2 separate regions of the Mus musculus genome follow, and region 1 is linked to region 2. A link is a contact called in public HiChIP or PLAC-seq data. All regions are on one chromosome and are shown on one strand. Each heading gives the region's core, a stretch centred on a gene start, on an enhancer-like site or on the middle of the called end of the contact. The rest is flanking DNA. Distances are from core to core; before and after follow the strand shown.

Evidence for each region. HiChIP or PLAC-seq counts read pairs in DNA pulled down with a chosen protein or histone mark.
Region 1: an H3K27ac HiChIP or PLAC-seq map of extraembryonic endoderm stem cells shows a contact between it and region 2. The contact joins two enhancer-like sites. A contact is called at or near these places in 4 of 115 datasets of contacts at active chromatin or transcription factors (differentiating embryonic stem cells, embryonic fibroblasts, extraembryonic endoderm stem cells and 1 more) and 1 of 9 other capture datasets (embryonic stem cells).

The regions. Positions count from the first base shown.
Region 1 is chr13:38,449,130-38,453,106 of GRCm38.p6, forward strand. The region is part of intron 1 of Bmp6 (bone morphogenetic protein 6); the gene reads left to right. Among named protein-coding and RNA genes, the nearest start is that of 4930579J19Rik, 11 kb to the right of the region's middle. Within about 2 kb of position 1,667, at least 31 of the 459 cell types and tissues checked have an H3K27ac peak or open chromatin away from gene starts, as enhancers often do. A contact at or near this core is called in extraembryonic endoderm stem cells, where this site is marked.
Region 2 is chr13:38,310,158-38,314,319 of GRCm38.p6, forward strand. No RefSeq gene overlaps it. Among named protein-coding and RNA genes, the nearest start is that of Gm47990, 8.3 kb to the right of the region's middle. Within about 2 kb of position 2,369, at least 51 of the 459 cell types and tissues checked have an H3K27ac peak or open chromatin away from gene starts, as enhancers often do. A contact at or near this core is called in extraembryonic endoderm stem cells, where this site is marked.

The sequences.
Region 1 (3,977 bases), core at 417-2,916, 140 kb after region 2:
CTCTAGTCATCACCATTGGGGCACCCGGACTTTTGCGTCCTGACAAAGACAAGGCTCAATCCATTTTTGCCCCCCAAGTTTCCCTTTGCCTGAATGCAGTGAATTGAAGACAAAGGGGTTTTCCATCGTGTTGTTTGAAGGGCATAGAGCTTCATGTAGCCACATAGCTGAGGCTCTTTGAGATTAAATGTCAGCCTGTCCAAGAAAATAGACCCCAGCTTTAAGTTTTGTTTCCATTGGCATTTTGTTTGAGGCCATAAAAACCAATGGTAAAGTGACAACACAGACAAGAAAGTCACACAGGCGTTCCGAAATCTCGTTTTGCTTGCTCTGTACTTTCTGGCTTAGCCCTGCCTAATCATACGAGGTCTCCAGCATAGCAAGGCGGGGGAAGGCAGGTGATGTAGGTCTTGAGACTACACAGTCAGCAACGTCTGGGGTTGGTGGACCATAGTGTTGCCGTCCCATACAACACTCCCTCTCTGTGGCCAAGCCTGGGCGGGTGGGTTCCTCTTTGGTTCAAAAGGGAGCTCTCAAAAGCCAGCCTGTCCCTCCTTACTCCGTCAGTCAGGTCCTTCCATCCCAGTCAAATCCTTTCCAGAATAGGCGCCATGCTTGCTTTCTTGTGTTCTCCATCTTGGGCAGATTATTCCCAGCTGTTTTCTTGGGTTCCCCATGGTACCACGGGGAGCCATGTCTACCTGGAGAGGCTCTCCCAACACCTTTTGCCAACCTAGATTTGAGTTCCCCAATGGCAAACTGTCCTTTGCCGTTTATTCCGTCCTGGGTTCTTCTTGTCAGCTTCCGAGAAGAGAGACCATTAGTTGCTGGTTGCTGTTTCGTTGCTTTGGTAAAAGAATTGGTGGGAAATATAGTTGGTTGACGACGGTTTGCATAATTGCTGGTGACTTATTCCCGCCCACCTTTTACCTTGCTTCTTGCTGATACCAGACAGAAAGAGACAAGTCAAGGCAAAGTGCCAGCCGTGTGGGCATCAAGATGTGACACCCCATTGTACCAAGTGTACATTGTTGTGTTTTGTAAAAAGATAAGAGAGGATCCAGGGAGATGTTTGGTTGAGGGCGCAGTCTGGTGTGGGGGGAGGGGGTCCCTCTGTGGGCCCATGCTGAGGCAACCCTTTCCTTGAGGTACCAGCCAAGATGCAGTACCAACACACCTCATTTGTAAATATGAAGTTAGGGTGATCGTACGCTGATGAGGAGTGGGCTCTAATCTGTGTGATTGTATGCCTTTACTGCGTGGCTGATGCCTTTTGTTGGTACAGTACATTCTTCCCAGGCGCATGCTTGGCGCATGCTCATTGATATCCTCAACAACCCCGCCTCCTTCCTCCTACATCACCTCTCACCCTTTTATATTCAGTGTTGGGGAGAGATCTCAGGTCTTCCACATGTTCCCCGCAGCAAGTGCTCTGCCACTGAGTTACCCAATCCCCCCCAGCCCTGCCTGTCCCCTTTCCGCTCTGTGGACGTTGGCTCTTTATTATCTCAGAGCTCTGGTGAGGCTGGAATGTTGCTCTCAAGAAACCCCCAGGTCAAAAGTCAAGTCCGAGATGCTTGCTGCCCTCGGCCTATCTTTACTGTTCTGCTCCGCTCACTCCTGCAAACCTGCGGAAATGCCTGCTTGCTGATCTCATCCTCCTGTGATCTGAGACCTTGTGACTTAGCCAGGGGGAGGTGGGGAGCCACCCACCCTGTGGACCCTCTCCTATGGGCGAGGACCTGCTGTGCTTCTGGGAAAACAGAATGTCAAGTGAACAGTTTAGCTTGGACCGGGTCCGGAGGCAAATCGGTCACTTCACACGGGGATCCTCTGTCCATTGTGTGGTCAGGAGGGGAAAAAAAAAAAAAAAAAAAACCCGAAGTGAATCACCAGAGCGAAGAATGCGCCGTCTGGTGTGGGCCGCAATAATAAAGTATAATGTTTTGAATTAGAGCAGAGAGGGAGAAACTGAGAAACCTTTGGCTGGCCACTTTGTTGTTCCCATTGTTCTGCTCTGCTCCCCTCCCCTCAGATATAGGCTTGGATAAGAATGCACTTCTCCAGCCTGGTTTTTTCCTAAGCTCAATCCTGAAGTGACATGGCAAAGTCATGTTAGACATGGGCATTATTGAGGAGCAGCAGATCCAAAAGTCACATTTCACCAACGGCCCCGGGAAGCTGAGATGAGACACTGTGAGAGAACAGGCTTCAACTCAACCCAGAGCGTATTTTCCTTACCCCACGTTAATTAGTAAATCAAAACCAAATGAAAAACTATAAATAAGAGCCTGCCACTAATCTGTCACACTTGAAAGGTTCCCAGATTAATTTTTCTTCCTGGCTCTATGTTACTGATCGTGGTCGCCCTGTAGGAGGGAAAGGATTCCCAAATGCCTTGGTAGGCTGGCATCTCTGGGGGCCTCAGGAATAGGACAGCTTTACAATAGCATTGCTCTGGTCAGGACTACCTGGTTAGCTGAGAGGTTACGTTTCTCTTGAGACAGCAAAGTGGAAGCGACAGGCTGTGGATTTTTCTCTCCTCCAGCGTTCTGGGGTGTTCTCTGTCTTGTCTGTTTCCAGTCAGATAGTCTCACACTTGGCCCCAGTGAGTTTGTATGAGTTTGGCCAAGCAGAGAATGTTACCTTTTCAAGTACATTGAGAATCCAACAGGGCTGCACAGAAGCAGCTCAACTGAGTCTTGGGGACTTGGGGGGGGGGGGGGGGAAGTACAGAAAAGGCAAGCCATTCTCTTGGAGCCATGTTGGGAGAAACATTTTGTTAATGTTTTTGCAGGGGCCTGGGATCCAAGTTTTGTCTATTAAAGGAAAGGAGAGGCCCTGGTCTGTTTGTATGCAGATCGCATAGCTGGACTAGGAAGCTCTTTGCACCGCCATGGTGGTGTCTTTTCATTCCATGGTGGTGTCTTTTCATTCTTGGGTTTAGAGCCCACACCCACACACCCCCACCCAGGCATCAACACACAACCCTGTGAAGACCTTCACCATCATCTCATGATGCCTTGGCTTTTAGTTTGGCTGGAAAATATTCCCGTGTGTGAGCTTGCTGTTGTCAGGCCAGCCTGTGCTTGAGAAATGCAGTCCTGCTGCCTTTGGGGGTGTCGTCCCCTCACTGGACAAATGCACACTGCTACCTGCTACAGGCTGCGGAGGGACACGAGCCAGCAAGGGCAGGCACACACTGGAAGATCTAGTCAAACTAAAGGCCACCAGGTGATGGCACCAGGTGACGAGGGTCTTAATGGGTTGTGTGTTGATGCCTCGAGTTGTGAACCTGAGAATGAAAGGACGCCACACTGTGGATGCAGACAGCTACCCAGCACAGCCTGCTAGGAGCATCTAGGAGGGCACTTGAACCAGATGGGACAAAACAGAACTCCACATCCTTACCCGCCTCGCCTCTGAGACACCTGCGTTTTCTTTTTTCCCTCGCCACTGGCCTGTTACAGGGACGAAGCTTGAGGAGGGCTGTGTACAGGTGGCTCTGGCTAGGTATATGTGCTAGGCTGCCCTGTGCCAACCACCCTCGGGAGAAGTTGGAAAGGACCATGAGAAAGGACTCTACCCACATCGCTGTGCTTGGCACACTGAGTGCTGTGCCACGGAGTATAATAGGTTATCAGATGTGGTGTAATTTGATAGGAATATGAGCCTTGGTGACCTTGGGAACTGAAGCAGGGGACTAGCCTGTTGGTTATTTTTTTATTTTTATTTATTTATTTTTTTTTACTTTCAAAACTTTAATGTTTCATTGAAGCAAATAGCTCCATTGTTATGGTTAAGTCCACTGTGGCAAAAGCAAGGATTTAATGTTTTAGGGCTTTTTTGTTGTTGTTGTGGGTTTTTTTGTTTTTTTGTTTTTTTGTTTTTTTGTTTTTTGCCACCCAGTTTTAGCAGCAGTTGCCCCAATCCAGCATAGTTGAACTTCAATTACTTAGGAGATGATTTTCCAGTTT
Region 2 (4,162 bases), core at 1,119-3,618:
TTTGGGTTTTGTTATTCTTTCCATTGAGAGAACCTGGAGTCTCAGCTTCGGGTTTCAGGGCTGGGGCAAGTTTTATTTTCTTAGCAGTAACCAAGCCACACAGAAATAAACAAAACAATCCCTAACAATTAAAAAAATGCCTTGAAGAATAATATCAGTAACAAATCCTAACTCTAAAGAGATCATGCATTCTCCAGCTAACTCAGCCTGAATTGAATATCACACCCTGAGATCCTTTTGGAGAGCCCGATGGGCCAGCCGCTCCTTCCATTGTTAGAGCCAACCACAACCATACAAGTCAGGGGAAGGATATTCCTCGGCTGGGTGTGGCCAGCGGGGCCACTAAGCCATGGACTTCTTGGTTATTATAACACAGGAATGATTTTTGTACATTGGCTTTTATAAACAGGGTGCAGCTGGAAATTCTTTCATTTCCCTCTCTGCCTGTCATAACTACAGTTTTGGGTTTCTTGCCTCATGGTAAGAGTTCTAATAGAAATGAAATGTTTTTATTTTTGCTGATGTGTTATTACTAAGAGAGAAGCTGGTATAATTCAGCTATTATGATTATAAACTGCTCCCATGGAAATTGATAAACGTTGACACTTGTGACCTACAGAAGAAGTCATAGAATGTTAGATCTGGAAGGGAATCCTTCTGTAAGCAAACGGCAGGGCTTGATGGCCCATCACTTGTCTGGGGTTCCTGAGGTAATTAGCGGCAACGAAAGCTAATATCTTGGAAGCTCCCACCTTCCAATCAAAGACTCTTTTCCTATGCTATTTTCATTCTCTCTGAACACACGCTGACCAAGTTGAGAGTACGTATGTTTGAACAGCATCTCAAGAACGTAGTTAAACATTTCTTACGGGGATCCATCGAACAGTCTGAGGAAGAGAGACTTTAACAGTGCTTTGATTTGACAGTTAAATGATACTTTATATGATAAAGCCCTTTTCTAACTTTACAGTTAGCCTTCTATGACGTTATATTTTTTGTGTGTTTATAATACAGCTATCAATAAGCTTCCTCCTTAAGATGTGAGAGCTCTGTTCTAGAAATTTCCAGAAGATCTCTTAAAACCTCTTTATATTATCTTGCTTTTGATAGGTCAATATGAACCTTCAACTGTGGTTGGGTTATACTGATTAATATACACTTGCGTCATAGTTCTATTCTGGACTCACATTCCCCAAAGAGAAAGTGCAGTTAGCAGAATGGACTATACAGGTAGTTGCCAAGAAAGGGGAGATACATGGAAGGGGATGAGCCAAAGCCAACTATAGTCCATAGCTATCAGAAACCAACCTGAATTTGTTTAAACAAAGGGTGGGACTTCATTTACAGACAAGGGTTGGTCTCGTAGAATTCATCGGACGCTATGTGACAAAAGGAGGTGTGGTAACCACAAACCAGAGAAACCTTAGCCAAGACCATTGCTTCTTTCCCCTTCTTCCCTTCCCTGGCTTTTTCCTCTTCTCATTCTTTCTTCTCCATTCTGACATCCCCTCCCCCATCCTTTCTTTCCCCTTCCTCCCTTCTTCTCTCTCCCTCTTGCTCCCCTCCTTCCTTGCCACCCTTCTCTCTTCCCCCTGCCTCTGGTCTTTCTCTCCTGCTTCCCTTTCCTTCCTTTTCCCACCGATTGAACATCTCTGGTTACTAACTTTTTATTCCAGAGACTCTGTTTAGATACTTTATCTTGGACTGTGAGTAGAGCTGTAAGTAGAGATAAGGCCATTAAATCCAGTATTTGTGTGTGTGTGTGTGTGTGTGTGTGTGTGTGTGTGTGTGTGTGTATGTGTGTGTGTGTGTGTGTGTGTGTGTGTGTGTGTGTGTGTTGGGATGTGTGGGGAGTGGGGGTGGGGAGGGATGGTGGGAACTTACTGCTACCATTGCCTAAGCCACTTCAAGGCTAAGGCAGCCCTCTGAGGGCACCATTAGACAGGGACTTGAAGCTTTTCCTAGTGGCTATCCTTCAGGACAGGACTGGGATGGGGTTAATAGTGAGCGAGGCATTTGCTGGTTGATCCATTGCTCCCTTTCCCGGTTTGCTGGTGTGGAATGTGGAGGAAGGTGCGCTGGCAGGGGAGGAAGCAGATGGCGTGGACTAGAAGAAAAATCTTGCTTCTAAATGGCTGCCGTCATAACATGGGGAAATCTCTCTGCATAGCCACGAAACTGGAAGGAGCTTGCTGCTGAGCCACACAGCTCTGACAGTGTTTCATGCTGCAGCTGATGAGGGCGTGAGAGGCAGCCCACAATGATCTCTTTCAAACCCGACCCCACAGTACCTTTAAGGATCCCAGAGCTCCTCCCGGAGACAACTCAGGTGCTGCTAGCCTTCTGTTTACATTCAGCAGCCTCGCCCTATCCTCTGGGAGGGTGAGTCACTGCCCTGGCTTGCCAGTTTCTGAGAGGTGAGAAACATTAGGACAGTCTAATATTGCCAGGTGATGTCAAATTTCGAAAGCTAGCAAATAGTACGAGGTCAAGGCTAGCAAAGGGTATGTACAGGAAGGGACCTGGGCTAGTCAAACCAAAGGTCCATCTCATTAAAGGAACAACGCCAGAACCAAGAGCAACTTAACAGAAGCAGAAGACAAAGAACGACCCAGAGGAGGTGGGAAACATGGAGATGACACCTCTGACTGGCGCTGCTAAGCCGACACTGCAATCTGATTGGCTTGGTGCTGCCAAACCCAATCTGATTGGTTTGGGTGCTTGTTCCCAGCAGCTGAGGCCGAGCTGCCATTTTGACCTTATAACACCTTGGTTTTGACAAAGCTCCTTACACTCTAGACATTGCCACACCCTAAACACATGTTCTGGGGGTAGCCATCATCTCCATTTTGAATAAATAAAGTGAGGCTTGATCCGGTGAATAGTATAAATGTCCCATCGGGTGAGTCAGCTTTCTAAGACTGGAGAGAAACTACCCTGAAATGAAAAACTTTAGGAGAAAAGGCTACTCCTGGCTCTTGGCTTCAGAGGTTTCAACCCATGGCTAATAAGCCCTGCTGCTCTAGGCCTGTGGTGTAACAGTACATCATAGTTAGAACACACGGCAGACCAGGTGTTTCTACGTCATGATAGCCATGAGGTAAAATGAGAGATAGGAAGGTGTCCTATAATCTCCTTTGATGATGTGGCACATACCCAATAACCCCCCACTACTACTCCTTCTTCCTTCTTCCTTCTTCCTTCTTCCTTCTTCCTTCTTCCTTCTTCCTTCTTCCTTCTTCCTTCTTCCTTCTTCCTTCTCCTCCTCCTTCTCCTTCTCCTCCTTCTCCTTCTCCTTCTTCTTCTCCTTCTCCTCCTTCTTCTCCTTCTTCACCTCCTCCTCCCCTCCTCCTTCTTCTTCCCGCTCTCTCTCTTTTTCTCTCTCTCTTCTCATTCTTGCAGGTCTGGTCTTTTAGACTATAATATTTTTATTATTTGATAATTTCATACAGTGCGTTTTTATCATATTCATCCCAGCTCCTCCCAGATTCACCCCCTTTGTGACTCATGTTCTCTCTCCTGAAGAAAAACAACAACAACAACAACAACAACAACAACAATAAAACTAAAATAAAACTTTCAAGTCCAGTTTGTATTATCCAAATATTCTTAGTGTGGGGCCTTCCCTAGAGCATGGGTCACACCCTTAGAGAAAATTGACTTTCTTTCCCTCAGTAGCTATGGTGGAACTTCATGGCCACCTCCCCACTAGGATTTTATCTGGGTTGAGTTTGCACGGGTCTCATGTGGGCTGTCACAATCTCTGTGAGTTTTTATGTGCAACTGCCCTGTTGTATCTAGAAAATAACCATTTCCTTGAGGTCATCTAGCGTCTTTGGGACTTGCAATCTCTCTGCTCCCTCTTCCTCAAAGATGCTGAGGCTTGGAGGGCTGGAGTATGATAAAGATGCTCCCCTTTAAGGCTGAGCACTGCAGTCTTTTATTCTCTGCATGTTGACAGTGGGTTTCTGTGATAATTGTCATCTGTTGGGAGGATAAGCCCCTCTGATGAGAGGTGAGAGATGCTCTGGTCTGGAGGTATAACAATATAGCATGAGGAATTATTTTAATGGTATTGCCCATTTAGCAGATAATAATATTAGCTCTTCTCTGGGGCCTATGACCTATTCAGCCATAGGTTCTTGGCCCTGATAACAGTGCC